2 separate regions of the Ovis aries genome follow, and region 2 is linked to region 1. The links are chromatin contacts, called in public Hi-C maps. All regions are on one chromosome and are shown on one strand. Each heading gives the region's core, a stretch centred on a gene start, on an enhancer-like site or on the middle of the called end of the contact. The rest is flanking DNA. Distances are from core to core; before and after follow the strand shown.

The links. A called contact is a pair of places that touch in the nucleus more often than the background predicts.
Region 2: a Hi-C map of liver shows a contact between it and region 1, with 2.4 times the contacts expected there. The contact joins the promoter of ASH1L here to the promoter of CLK2 in region 1. A contact is called at or near these places in 2 of 16 Hi-C or Micro-C datasets (liver and muscle).

The regions. Positions count from the first base shown.
Region 1 is chr1:105,443,122-105,450,433 of ARS-UI_Ramb_v3.0, forward strand. It overlaps CLK2 (CDC like kinase 2), which reads right to left and starts at 1,923. Exons shown (of 13, transcript XM_027976108.3): 1 at 1,624-1,923. HCN3 (hyperpolarization activated cyclic nucleotide gated potassium channel 3) reads left to right here and starts at 4,817. Exons shown (of 8, transcript XM_042255149.1): 1 at 4,817-5,258. The coding sequence starts at 4,975.
Region 2 is chr1:105,708,071-105,714,721 of ARS-UI_Ramb_v3.0, forward strand. It overlaps ASH1L (ASH1 like histone lysine methyltransferase), which reads right to left and starts at 4,057. Exons shown (of 28, transcript XM_060414916.1): 1 at 3,899-4,057; 2 at 3,297-3,436. It overlaps DAP3 (death associated protein 3), which reads left to right. Exons shown (of 11, transcript XM_060415012.1): 1 at 1-3,135. The coding sequence starts at 2,987.

The DNA of each region.
Region 1 (7,312 bases), core at 673-3,172:
GGAAAGGGAAAGGAGAAATAGTAGGGGCAGGATCTGAGTTTTCAGAAATCCCCTCCAAGAACTGGCTGCCCTAGAAATGCTGTTTTCTGCTCTTCAATTTCTACTTTTCTTTTTTTTTTAAACCATTCACAACTCCTCAGTCTTCCTCTGGGCTTACAATTTCTCCTTGATAGAGAAGTGTACTAACTCTGGTTGAAAACTTAAGGAATCTTCCTCCTACTCAGCTCATTGCTCTGTTCTGATTTTCCTCAAACAGGGGGTCTCCTGAAGACACTCAGGTCTGCGCCACAGCTCACATTACAGGTGAGACTGTGCAACTCATGAAGACTGCAACAATTCATCCTTGGCTGGTATCTAGGGTAGATCTGAGGCATTCTGAGTTCCTCACAATTCAAAGAGAATAATGATTTACTACACAATATTATCACAAATGTTTTACAATTACTCAAAGTGTAGATTATCTCCCCAAATAGGCCATCCATGTCCTGAGGGCAGGCATCCAGTTTCCCAGGTTTCCAGGTACAGTTGTATAAACCAAACGTAAGTTTCAGGAATTTGGGTCTGGCCCTTTGAACTATCTTAATCATTTCTCACATCACTGGCCAAATCTCCCATAGTTTTAATACAATACACGAGGCTCCAGGCTGCAGTCAGCTTCACATCCAGCCTCCCCTCTTTTGTGCTTACTATGTACAGAATAACTGATTTTTAATTAATATCAGCATCAGTAAACTAAGTTGGCCAGCTTTCAGTGATTGGATTGAAATGGCATGATGCACAAACTTTTTTTCCTTCAAGGAAAGAATCAGAAAGAAATCAGTCACAATCAGGGAAGATGAGACTAGGACAGAATGAGATAGATCCAAAGATAGCAGGGAGAGAAGTCTTGTTGGGTGGGTTGGGGTGGCAGCATTAGGTGCAGAAAAGGCTTAAGAGACTCCAACATCTGGCTCCCATTTTGAGCTACTTCTCAAATTGAGGAGGCGGGTGGTATTCGATTCATTCTTGGCCCTACAGTGCTTAAGACAACCAAGAAGATGCAAACACACTATTCTCCCAAGTAATCCAACTGTGCTTAGCACAGCCACACAAATGTCAATCTTACCAAATACACACGGCCACCAAAGCTCCTCACAGGCTTCCCTTCTCCCCATCCCCCAAGGATCTCCAGCCTACAACCTTTCTCAACTTCTTTATCTATTTTTTTCCCTTTCTCACTTAGAAAATCCAGAACTCACTCCTGAAGTCAAACTCTCTCCATATCCTCCAACGGACACGACGGTTCTCTGGTCCAACTTTGATATTCTGTTCTTTCTCATCTCTGAAACCACTCCTATTCGCACTCCATCACTCCTTCTCCTACTTTGATCTCTCCTAACTTCCCTACTGGTTTTCCCAAAATACATCTAAGGCAGGTCGACCTTCCACCTCATCTTCCTACACTGCACCTCTGCCACTTTCCAGGTTTCAACCCCTAGAAATGGGGCTCTAGAATGGGGCTTTTCAGCCCCTCTCCTAATCTCGCCCGGGCCCCTTGCCCCCAATCCAATCTTCTCTCCGCCCGCCCCACAGTCGCCGCCATCTTTCCGCGCGGCCCCGCGGCCCGCCAGCCCGCGCGCTCACCGTTCTGGCGGCGAGGCCCGTGCGCTTGTCCCACAGGAAGTCCGTGATGGCGGCGGCACTGCGGCCGGAGTCCCGGCACCCCCGCGGCGACGAAGTGCGGCTCCACCCCCCCAACCCGAGACCCTGGGACCTCCCGCCTAGTTCCCGGGCTCCGCTCCAGTCCCTCCCGCCCCGGCTCCGTCCCCGCCCCCAGGATTCGCTTGGCGCCGCTCGCACCGCCCCCGCCCGGGGCCCGATCCCAGCTCGGTCTCCGGCTCTGGCCTCTCCGATCCGCCGCCGCCACCGCGAGCGAGCACGTACGCACGTCCTGCGTCGCTTCCCAGCTACCCCTGGGCTCCGCCCCCCCAGGACCGCGCACGCCTGCGCGTCCTCGCGTAGCTCGCTGCGGTCGGCCGGTTGGAGCAGAGGAGCTACTGGGGGCGGAAGTTCATGGGGCGGGGAGAGAGTCGCCGGGGATTACCGGGCAGAGCTGCCCCACCTAATGTCCTTCCGTTCAGTTCAGTCGCTCAGTCGTGTCCGACTCTTTGCGACCCCATGAATCGCAGCACGCCAGGCCTCCCTGTCCATCACCAACTCCCGGAGTTCACTCAGACTCAAGTCCATCGAGTCAGTGATGCCATCCAGCCATCTCATCCTCTGTCGTCCCCTTCTCCGGCCCCCAATCCCTCCCAGCATCAAGGTCTTTTCCAATGAGTCAACTCTACGCATGAGGTGGCCAGAGTATTGGCGTTTCAGCTTTAGCATCAGTCCTTCCAATGAACACCCAGGACCGATCTCCTTTAGGATGGACTGGTTGGATTTCCTTGCAGTCCAAGGGGCTCTCAAAAGTCTTCTCCAACACCACAGGTCAAAGGCATCAATTCTTCGGCGTTCAGCTTTCTTCACAGTCCAACTCTCATATTCATACATGACCACTGGAAAAACCATACCCTTGATAGACGAAACTTTGTTGGCAAAGTAATGTCTCTGCTTTTGAATATGCTATCTAGGTTGGTCATAACTTTCCTTCCCAGGAGTAAGCGTCTTTTAATGTAGGTGGTGTGTCCTTCCGTAGTTTTCCTCAACCTTTTACCTATTTCATGAGACTTCTGTGTCTTGTTTTGTTAGGTTTGAAGGTTGAAAAGAAGGGATGTCGCCACTCTGCTAACCTTTTGAGGCTTGTGATGCGGTGTGATTCGCGAGCTTAGCCTCTAAATATTCAGTTCTTAAAAAGCAGTTCGGCAATCTAACCACAGCAAAGAGGGCTCCCACCTTTCCTCTTGAACAAAAGCTATGCACTTTTGGGAGAGGGGCGGGGCATTGCCTTGGAGGTAAGGTTTGAAAAATGGGGTGATGGAGAATCAAGTGCCAAAGAAGGGAAAATTTGAGAACTTTATGTTAGATACTTACACATAATATATGAGAAGTGTAAATTTACTGAATTAAAAAATAAGGAAAAAGAAGGAGGCGTTGAGAAAAACTAGGTGAGTTAAAGACGCTATAGAAGGAATTGAGTAATAATAAGGGAAATGAAAAAAATAACCTGAGGATAACTATATTCAAGTAAAGAAATATCAGAGGGGGGCCAGGATGGAAGATAATCAGATGGAGCTTACATCAGTTGGCCAGAAATAGTTTAGAAAAAGTTCCGAAAATAGATGAGGAAGGATAATTAAGAGGTGAGGAGGAAGTGTAGTTCACTTCCTCTTCCATGAACACTTTCCCTTATTCATGCAACAACCATTTACTAAGTGTCCACTTTGTGTTCAGCATTGTGTCAGGTGTAACCCTCTTGTTCTTCAGAGCTCCATAGTCTAATGGAAGAGAAAGACCTCTCTTCCATAAAATAACGGCAGCCTTGTGACAAGAGCTGTTATGAACAGTGGTGTCCTGGTCACTGTAGGAAAGCTGTAGACTAGACCCTAGCTTGAGGGAAAAAAGAGTTATAAATGCATGTCTAGGTTTCCTAGAGGAGATGACATCTGAACCAACTGTTGAAAAGTGAATTGGAGAAGACCGGGCAGAGAAAATACAAAGGTCTAGAGACAAAGCAGAACGAAGCATTTAAACAGAATTGGAGTCCTGGCTTTCAAGAGAGGAACTATCAGAAGAGAGGTTGTTAAAACTAGGTTCAGATTTTACAGGGCCTTGTATGTCATTCTAAGGAGTTTAACTGTAATCCCATAGAAGATGGGGAAGTTTGAAGGACATCAAGCAAGTGATAAAGCTACATTTGGATTTAGGAAGGTAACTCTGGCAGACTAAGGTAACTCTGGAAAACTAATTGCCCTGAGAGAGTTTGGAGACCCCTTAAGGGGCATCTGAAATAATCTAGGTGAACAAATTCTGAGCGCTTGAAATAAGGCAGTGATAATAAGAAGTGGAGATAAGGGGAAGAATCTGAGATATTTAAGAACTTTTAGGGAATTCCCTGCCAATCCAGTGGTTAGGACTTTGCACCTTCACTGCCAAAGGCCCAAGTTCAGTCCCTGGTCAGGGAACCAAGATCCTGCAAGCTGCCCAGCACAGCGCCCCGCCCCCCCCAAAAGAGAATTTATAGCCCTTTCCATCACATAGCACTGTAATTTACCTGTCTTGTCTGCAAGCATAGACGAGCGCTGGCTTTATGGACAGGACTTTGTGTTCATCCTCAGCGTCCACTCAGTGACTGGCAGAGTTGCTCTTGGTGAGGGCTGGCAGATGAGTTTGGAAATGAAATACTAGAAGGAGCAATATGAAGAAGTCAGAGGAAACGAGTATGTCTAGGAGAGTGTTGCGAGGAAAAAAGTGAAATGCAGGAAGTCCGTAAGGGAGAGTGGATAAGAGGAAGCTCAAAAGGCATTCCCCATCTCTTCCCAATTTCTCGCCCTCGCAAGCCGCACGAGCTACAGCCAGCGTCCGGTTTTCCCGCCAGTTGCGGGAGGCTCCGCCTCCCTGGCGCTCAGTGGATAAAAGCCCTTCAGCCCTAGACCACACCCTCTCTGTTGGCTCCGGCAGCGTTTCCCCTCCTTCTCTTCCTATACTTGGAGGACGGCCCATATTGGCTAAGCCACGCCTACTTCAGTGTCCCTCTCGTTACGGACTACATTGGTCCCGCCTCTTTCCGAGATGGCTCTCGGTCGACCCCGCCTCCGCCCGCCCTGCCCAGCCTCCGTGCAGCTGTCGCCAGGGGGCGCAGCGCGACCCGCCCGCCGCCCTCTGAGGAGTCTGTCGCACACACCCCCTCCGCCCGGCTCTCTGGCAGTTCCCAGCCGACTACGCCTCCGCTCCGAGCCCGCCCGGCTGCTCCCGCTCCGACTCCGGGAGGGGTCGGGAGGTCCCGAATGGCCGCAGCAGGGTCTAGGAGGCCAAACGTGTAAGCTGACGGGCGTCATGGAGGCGGAGCAGCGGCCCACGACTGGGGCCAACGACGGGGCGACCCCTGGGTTGGAGGCTGAGCCTCCTGCTGCCCCGGCGTCTACAACCACAGCCTCGGTTCCGGTCCCTGGGTCCAGGCCCGGGCCCGAGCCCAAGAGGAGGCAGCTCGGGACCCTGCTCCAGCCCACGGTCAACAAGTTCTCCCTTCGCGTGTTCGGCAGCCACAAAGCAGTGGAAATCGAGCAGGAGCGGGTCAAGTCAGCGGGGGCCTGGATCATCCACCCGTACAGCGACTTCCGGTACTGGGGGTCCGGCAGGGTGGGCAGGGGACACAGCTCCCACCCCCAAGGCCGCGACACGGGAGCCGGGCCCGCCCCACCCTCCACGGACACTTCATTTCCGGCCCAGGGGTTCCCTGGTGGGCCGACAGAGTCACTTCCCCCAACCTAATTCTTGGGTGAAGGATCCCCAGCCGGAGGTTCTCGGTGACTTTTCAGGCTAGGGGCGCTGGGAGAGACAAGCGGACACCAGAGACCTGGGTTTCCCATTTCAAAAACCCGACACCCCACCTGGACCAAGGGGAATACTGGAATTAGGGACTGCTGTCTCCTCCAGTTCTGCTTGCTGGGGATCTGGGAAATTTTGTCATGTTCCGAAACTCAGGGTCAGCCTAAAGGAGAAACCGAGCTATTCCCACTGTCCCCATTTCTACCCCAAGTACCTGGCTAGTTCAGCAGGGCAGGCTACAAAAAAAAAAAAAAGGGATGCCGGGGAGAAAGGGAGTGGTGTCCGGACAGCAGTTCTGATCGCTGTCCCTGGTGCTGAAGACGGGATCCGGCGGGTTAGGGCCTGGCCTCAGAGTGATTTGAGGCAGCAACAGAGGGGCACCAGTTCACTGCCCATGTGACCACCGCCCAGGTGACTACCAGAGAGAAGGGATGAAGAGTGGGGGTGGGGCTATTCCATAGTCCCCATCAGGCTGTACCTCTACATCAAGGTCGCTAGGGGAGGAGAGCAACCCTGTCCTTGGAGGAAATGAAGGACAGCTTTTGGATGAGGCAAGGATATGTGCCAATCACCTATCCTGGGGAGCTAAATGAGCAGAGAGGATGAGGTGTGAATCGGGAGCCTGGAAACACCATTGGAAACCTAGACGTCATTTTAATCCACAGACATACACACTCCCTTAATGCTCTTTCTCTCATTGTTTCGTTCACTGCTCTCTTTTTTACTGTCTCAGTATCACCCTACTAGTGCACCTTTTCCAGTCTGCTGTGCATCTCCCTCCTCCTCACCATTTCACCCTCAAATGTATCCCCATAAACCATGTATCTCTGTTATTATTGTGCTTCTTCTCCATCCTCTCTCCTGTATCACCCGCCAGGCTTGTGACTGCCTGTGAGTCAGGCTGTGAAGATGCTCTATGGCAAGGCAAACCCTCTTTCCCTCTCCTCTCCCAGCTTACAGTACAGGATTTCTCCGGTGGCCAGGAAAGAGAAGAGGAGATCCAGGGTTTGCTGTTGATTGAAATCACACAGGGCTTCCTGGAGGCCTGGAGTTGAGGACCACCAAGCTTCATTCAGGAGCTGAAAGGATTGATTTTTTTTCAGTCAGAGTCAGAAGGGGCTGGGTCCTCAGTTGATGCTGCAACTAGGTGTGTCCTGAAATTGAAACTGCCATATCTAGTTGGGATCTTCAGATTGTCCAATGATCTTCTTTGAATGACCTCTTCTTTTCACAGCTTCCACACAGCAATATGGCTCTCCCCGACCATGCCCTTGCCTGGGCGCAACCAAAGTCTCAGTGGGCACAGGGAGGTTAGGGGAGGAAAGGAGTGCAGAGCTTCAAGCTTTGCCGTCTCAGGATCTGCTGTGGAGCTTCTCTGTATGTGCAGCCCTGCCGAAGTGCTCTGAAGAGGGGAGGGGTACATCTGAAAAGCTAGTTCAAACAAGGGGCAGGACAGACCATCCCCACTCTGGGAAACAGATCCCAGCAGGAAAACAGGAACCATGAGCCCAACTGTGTTGGGAAGGAGAGTTGGGGTTGGGAAAGCTAGGGAAGGTTTTCAGTCCTAAACTAGGAATGGGCAGAGAGCTGGAGATGGGTAAAGCAGCAGTCTCTTCAGAATCCTTGGGATAAAGAGTAGGTGAGTCATAACACCAACTTGTCTTGTACAACACTGTCCCATCCATCCACATTCATATCAGTGCATATTTTTTAACAGCCCTCTGAGATCAGCAAAGGATATTTATCTTTTTTTAACTTAAAAAATATTTAATAATAGTGACATAGATTATATACATATAATGAGGACATTACATATATGTACTATATAAAGAATATATATGCATAT
Region 2 (6,651 bases), core at 2,807-5,306, 270 kb after region 1:
ATAGTTGTTTTTTTAAATTGTGAAGTATCTCATACACAGAGGAGACTATATACATATGTTATCCATATGCAAAGATATAGACACATTACACACGCACATATAAATGACATGTTATTTTTTTTTTAATGTAGGAACCTACTATCCAAGTTAAAAACTAGAGAAATCCAAGTTAAAAACTAGAGAAAATAAAAACTTTTCACAAATTTACATGACTTTTCTTACCCAGAGAACATGACAATAGAGACAATCAGACCATTTTTCTTAAGATCTTTCCATTATCTTACTGAATCCTGTAATCTGTACCATTAAAACACCTTTCTGAGTTTCTTTTCTTTAAAAAATTCAGTAATTATTTTTAATTTTCAGTGCTAGATTCAGCGGTAGTCTTTCAAGTCACCCCAGAGTGTTTTCTAGATACCTGTATATTTAAAAATGACATTAAGACCTTTTTATGTAAACCCACTACAGAAATACATCCAAAACAAGATAAAAAATGCCACCAACATTTGCATCCTTTTCAAGCCAGAGATCCTTCATCTCAAAACATCAAATGATACCAAAACACATTTTTAAAGCTGCAAAGTTGCATACAGAATGTGAAGACTTTGTAACTTCCTAAGAATAACAGCAAAACCTCTCAGGCAACTAAGTCATGAAATCTCAACTTCTAGAAATATGCTTCCTTCCACCTTGCCCTTTTAAAGGCTCCCACTAACATGCAATTCATAACTTCAACTGAATTAGAATAGCTTCAACGACAAAGGCTATATATTATTCATCTTTGTGTCCCCTGCATAAAAACAACTCAAAAACATTTGTTATAACTAAGATAATTTCCAAGAAATGAACTTCAAAACTCCTCACTCCCAATGCAAAACTGGAAAACAATCAGTTTGAGAATATGAATAATTATGAGAAAGAATAAATCTATAAACATTTGTGTTATATCACATTCTCTGATCACCTAGTTAGAATCATGTTTTAACACTGTAGAAATCAATCTGCAAAGAACAGAAAACAAAATAAACAGAATAAAAAAGATCTTAAAGTTCTCCTTACTGTCAGCATGCTCACTGTCAAAAAATCTTTCATCTTAAACTCATACCAACATCTCCACTCCCAAACAAAACTATTTTTAAAAAAAGACTTTTAAATGAGACTTAAATATAAATTGGCTCTACTTCATTACAATTTAAGTTTCTAAAAACTGTATGCATAATTTGTGTGATTGTGCTCATGCCCATCATTTTCTACAGTGAGGGTTTTTTCATCACATTCTCAGAAAAATAAGTGGACCCCCCCAAAAAACTTCTAAGAACCACTAATCCAGCAAATCAAGAACACTCTATTTTCCGGAGAAATACAGTTAAGTTGCCTTAATTCAAGTATACTTCTCTCATGTTCAGAGAAGGGGATCCTTACTACAAAATTAGTCTTTCGAAGAATTTCTTCAGCGCGGCCAAAAAGTTCCAATATTCACAGGCACATATATTGACAATTCCAGATCCCCAAAACAGTTTACTGGGAAATGCCCAAAGAAAATGCAAAAGGCAGCACACTCTACCACAAACTGGGCACCCTATTAGATGCTTAAATACACTTGTATGCTTCCACAGTGAAACATCTGGAAGATCTAAATTCCCTCCAAACTGAGTACACTTTTGAGGAAGGTTTTTGAGTTTCAACTCCACACTGACCTGTCTACCTCACCTGACTCAATATGTATCACTGTCTCAGTATTTACCACTGTCAAGACAAATGTACCCGAGCTGCTTCAACAGGGTCACCTTGATTTTTCTCACCCCAAGGCAGGGACCATTTATTGAGTAGTTACTCAGTAAATATTTGTTGAATGAATGAAAGAAGATCCTTTATCCCTTAAAGTTAAGCTGTCAGCCCCCACCCTGCTTCTATGTTACCAGTTAAATATCCCTCCCTCAAATACACAAACTCAAGTGTTAGAAATGCTCTGCTTCCTCCATAAACAAAAAGTAATATCCTCATGGAATACCCATCTCTCACAGGCCAACCTGGCAAAGACAACCTATGTTCTGTCTGACACAACTGATCTCTACCAAATACCATTCAATATGCCCTTATCTTTCCAATAAACTCAGATTTGCCTGACAAAGATCTCCTGAGATGTCATGATATGATGACTATACTACTGGACTAGGAGTCAAAAGTATCTATTACAGTCCCAAATTTGTCACCAATTTAACAAATGACCTTGAAAAAATGATGTCTTCATGCCTCAATTTCCTATTTTGTAAATGGGAGAAAACATTCATCCTACCATTTCCACAGAGATTTATTTATGATTACAAACAGAGCATTCTGAACAATATAAAAGCTTTATTCTATTACGAAGTGTTAATACAAACTCAGGTCAACAAAAACTCCATCCATTCTTTATACACTCACAGTACATTGTTCAAGTAAAGATGTTCTGGGCCTTTACATCTAAACAATTCACCCTATTCTGAGCAACAAACTATTCTTAAGAATAGCTGACTATGATAAGTTTCTCCTATTCTGGACCCCACCACTTACATGCTATATTTCCAAAATACTACCATGACTTCTCTTTCCAAGTAAGTATTAAGGCAATCCCAAACCCTGAAATACACAAACACATCAACCAGCAAGGAACATCCCAAGCTTTATTTTAAAAATAAGCTAGTATAAGGGGAACTCCATTACACTTGTAAAAATACAAGCAAACTCTTCCGGAACACTTTCCTTCCTTGTATACTCACACAAACACAGCCGCTATACACCAACAGACCATCTGTCTTCTAGACCAAAAACATGTCTTTCAATGCCCAAAGCCACGAGTAACATTTATTAAACTTGCGGAACTGAGATCATTCTGTCGTCCCTACATACAGTTCAGCATGTCAGAGACACCACAGATCTGGCCGTACGGAAAATCTTCCCTCCTGCCACTTTTATCCCTTCCACGAAACAAACAGGACTATGGGGGATGCTCCAATCCTTCCTCCACAAGATACAAACTAACCTGTCAGGGGCACAGCCGACTCCGCCTCCACTCGCTTACTTTCCCGCCCCCTCCCCCAGCAGGAGCCCGCCTGTCAGGGACACCCCTGCACCCCCGCCAGGAGGGACTTCCCGGTAAGCGCAGGATCCCCTGCCCTCCCCTCCCCTCCCCCATCCTTACCACCGCTCTCCCGGAGGTCCAGGTCCGGGAGATGACAGTAGCTCCCAGGAAGCCAGGGGCTGGGTCGCTGAGGAAGTACTTAGGCCCAAAGGCCTCCCCAGACGGTTCTACTCACCGTGTCAGAGGCCGAGGCCGAGGGAGATGAGAGTGCAGGGAAGTGGGGAAGAGGGGGCGGCCGCCACCAGGCTCCTCCGCTTCCCTTGGTCCACAGCGGATCCCTCCCGCTTGTCAGGAGGCGGCCAGCGGGTGAGCGGACTGGCGGAAATGCGAGAGAGGAGAGGGGAAAGGCGTGGGGCTAAGCGGGGGAAACTGAGGGGAGGCGGGTCCCGCAACCGAGACGGGGATCTTCTCCCCCTCCGCAAAGCGAACCCAAAATGGCGGCGGGAGCGGCGGCGGCAGAGCGGCGGCGGCGGCAGCTCCTTGGGAGGGAGGGAGCGAAGGGCGCCTCGTGCCCCCCCACCTCCCACTCCTCCCTCCTCGCGTTTTCCCCCTTCGTCCTCCCCCCTCAGCCGACTCGGGCGGCGGAGCGCGCACGCCCGCCCGCACGCGCCAGAGTGTATCTGGGCTCGTCGCTCGCTGCTCCCACCAACCACCGCCTTCGGCCGCCTCGCGCGCCCGCCAGCCAGCACGCACTCCCTCTGGGGCGCCTTGTGGCACAGTCCTCCCCTTCCCCTCGGCCCCTGTCAAGCCAGCTCTGGCGCGGGCCCTCACGCGTACCTTCAGCAGCGCGAGCCCAAGCCTCCTCCTCCACCTCCTCTCCTCTCCTCCCCCCCTTCCCCGCCCCCACTGCCACCAACCGCCGCCACGGCCGCCGCGGCCTCCTCCTCCTCCGGCCCCCCCGACATACCCTCCACCCCTCACGCGTGCGCCTCCCACAATCCCCCCCGCGGGACTGTTCCATTCCCGTCGGCCGCAGAAGCGGGGGAGAAAGCGACAGGCGCAGTGGGCAGAGCTTGCCGTCAGGACACGAATGACCGCGAGTGACGGAGAGAAACCTGTGGCTATTTACCTCGCTGGCCGCGGCGCCCTGGCGCCGCAGCTTCCTTTGCTGGCCTCGCCCTGGCCGCGGCGAGCGGGTCGAGGGCGGCCTAGCGCCCCTCCGCTGGCGGGTGGTTGGAGGCCGCGGCGGCTGCGCATTGAGCAGCTTCCTGCCTTACGACCCGAGCTTGCTTCTCCGCTGCGGGACGCGCGGCGTGGAGACAGCGCTTGACAGTGTCTGCCGTTTGCCGGGCGGGGAGAGCTGGTTTCTGACTCGGTGAGGAAATGGACCGGCATGGGGGTTGTACCCATGAGGGAAAGGAGCGGGACTCCGAACCTCCATGAGGTAGGGAGTGAGACCAGTAGGGCCGGCGACCCTCCTTAGGGGGCTTCCCTTTGGGCTCTGTGTTGCGGACCTAGGACTCAGGAAAGAACCCACTCAGTGGTCGACTTTTTCCTTTTCTTTTTTTTAAAACCCAGCTTAAATTTCTCGAATTTCACACTACTGTTTATATGCGATGATGTTTTTGTGCATTTTTACGCATTCTTCTTGGATGGATGATGAATGGATGATACATTTTCAACCTCATTAGGCAGCCTGGCTAGGGAATAAAGATACCATATATATCAAGTTCAGGTCTGGACTCCATCTGCCGTGTCTTGTGTGTCCTTCAGAAAGTTATTTTTCTTAGTTCTTTATCAACAAGAAACGAAAAATTGAGCATAGAAATTAGTGAGCCGCTAATCTGCCTTCAGGGTTGATGTGCGATGTACGTGTAGAGTCAAATTAACTCCTAGGTACAGGGGAAGTGCACTGTTATGTTATCGTTCACGGTGATGTTGATAAGGTTTGTGGATGTAATTGGTAGTTTGTGTCCTATTCTTCCAAATCGTAAATAAAACAATGCAAATCTAGGTCTATCAGATTTCCATAGTTACTGATACTTGTGTCTCAAAACTCTGCATGAACATTTACTTTTTCTTGATTGAATTCAAAAGAATTATGGACTATTAAAAGCCACAGATAATTCCAAAGCTGTCTTCTAGTAATCTTTTGTTTCACCTTGTAGGCAAAGCCGAATAAATGAGGCAAGGGATCCACTTAGGTTTCCCTTTTACTTCACATCTGTGGACTTCTAGGCAATAGTTTGAAAATCACTATACTAGATTAATCTCAAAGGCCATTCAAGGTCTAAAATTAGACACTCCTAAATTTCCTCCTTACTGTATTTCAATATGTGAGTCTGGTTTTGTTTGCTTGCTTTTTTTTTTTTTTTTAAGGGAAATTCGCCTCAGTTACCTCACTCTATGTTTGCTTTTCCTAACCTTAAGTCCAAACTTTTTCATGGAGCTGTTTAGGAGCTGTTGATCTTTTTTAATTGTGCCATGTACGCAAGTGTATTTCTCTACTAAAAGCATTTTAAATTTGTTGTCAGGGACTATGTCTAACATTTCTTTTATATTCTTTGGTAATTTAGTGTAAAGCAAATCATGGAAATTTTGAAATGAATTTTAGATACTGAAAATATTAGAAGGGAAAGAAAATTAACATTTGTGAAATACTATGCCAGGAGAACTTGCCTTCCTATTAATCCTTAAAATAAACAACACTTTGAAATAGATCATATTATCCCCATTTTACAGATGAGAAGAAGCCTGAGGCTCAAAAAAGTCAGATAACTATCTTTAGACTTTAGTTTGCCTGGCTCTTAAAAATGTAACTTTTTTCACTATATCACATTGCCTTCATAGTAAATTTCTTTTTAGTAACATAATTGCACATGCTACAAAGAAAAAACACTTCTAATACAATTCCGCTACACTTGTATATAAAGAGAGTTACTTATAGTCTCTGCCTTTAACTTCTGGTAACTGCACTTCATGAATTGCTGGTTAAGTAGAGACAGATAAGATAGTATTCAATTCTTTTATGTATGCGCCCGGTGCCTACCAGAGACTAAAATATATTAAGTGCCCAATAAAATGACCTTATTGAATGAATGAACCTTAAATTATTTAAACCAGAGAAAGTATGGAAAACAGAATAATGGTTCCCCCAAAGATGTCTGTGTTGTAATCCCTGGAACCAGTAAATGTGTTATGTTCCATGGCAAAAGAAAATTAAGGATACTAATCACTAACCTGAAAATAGGGAGATTACCTTGAATTATCTGGTAACCCCGCTGCAATTACAAGAGTTCTTGAAAGATGGAAGAGGAAGACCAAAGAATCAGTGTCAGAGTGATGCAGGAGGGCATAGACCTGACCAGCTGCTGCCGGCAGGCTTTGAAGATGAAGGGCAACCTCTGAAACCTAGAGAAGCCAAGAAGACAGATTCTCTGCTAGAGCACCCAGAAAGAACACAGTCCTGCTGACACTTTGATTTTGGATTTCTAAACCACAGAACTCTAGATAACAAATTTATGTTGTTTTATTATTATTACCAGGTTTGTGGTAATTTGTTACAGCAGCAATAGGAAACACAGCAAGGG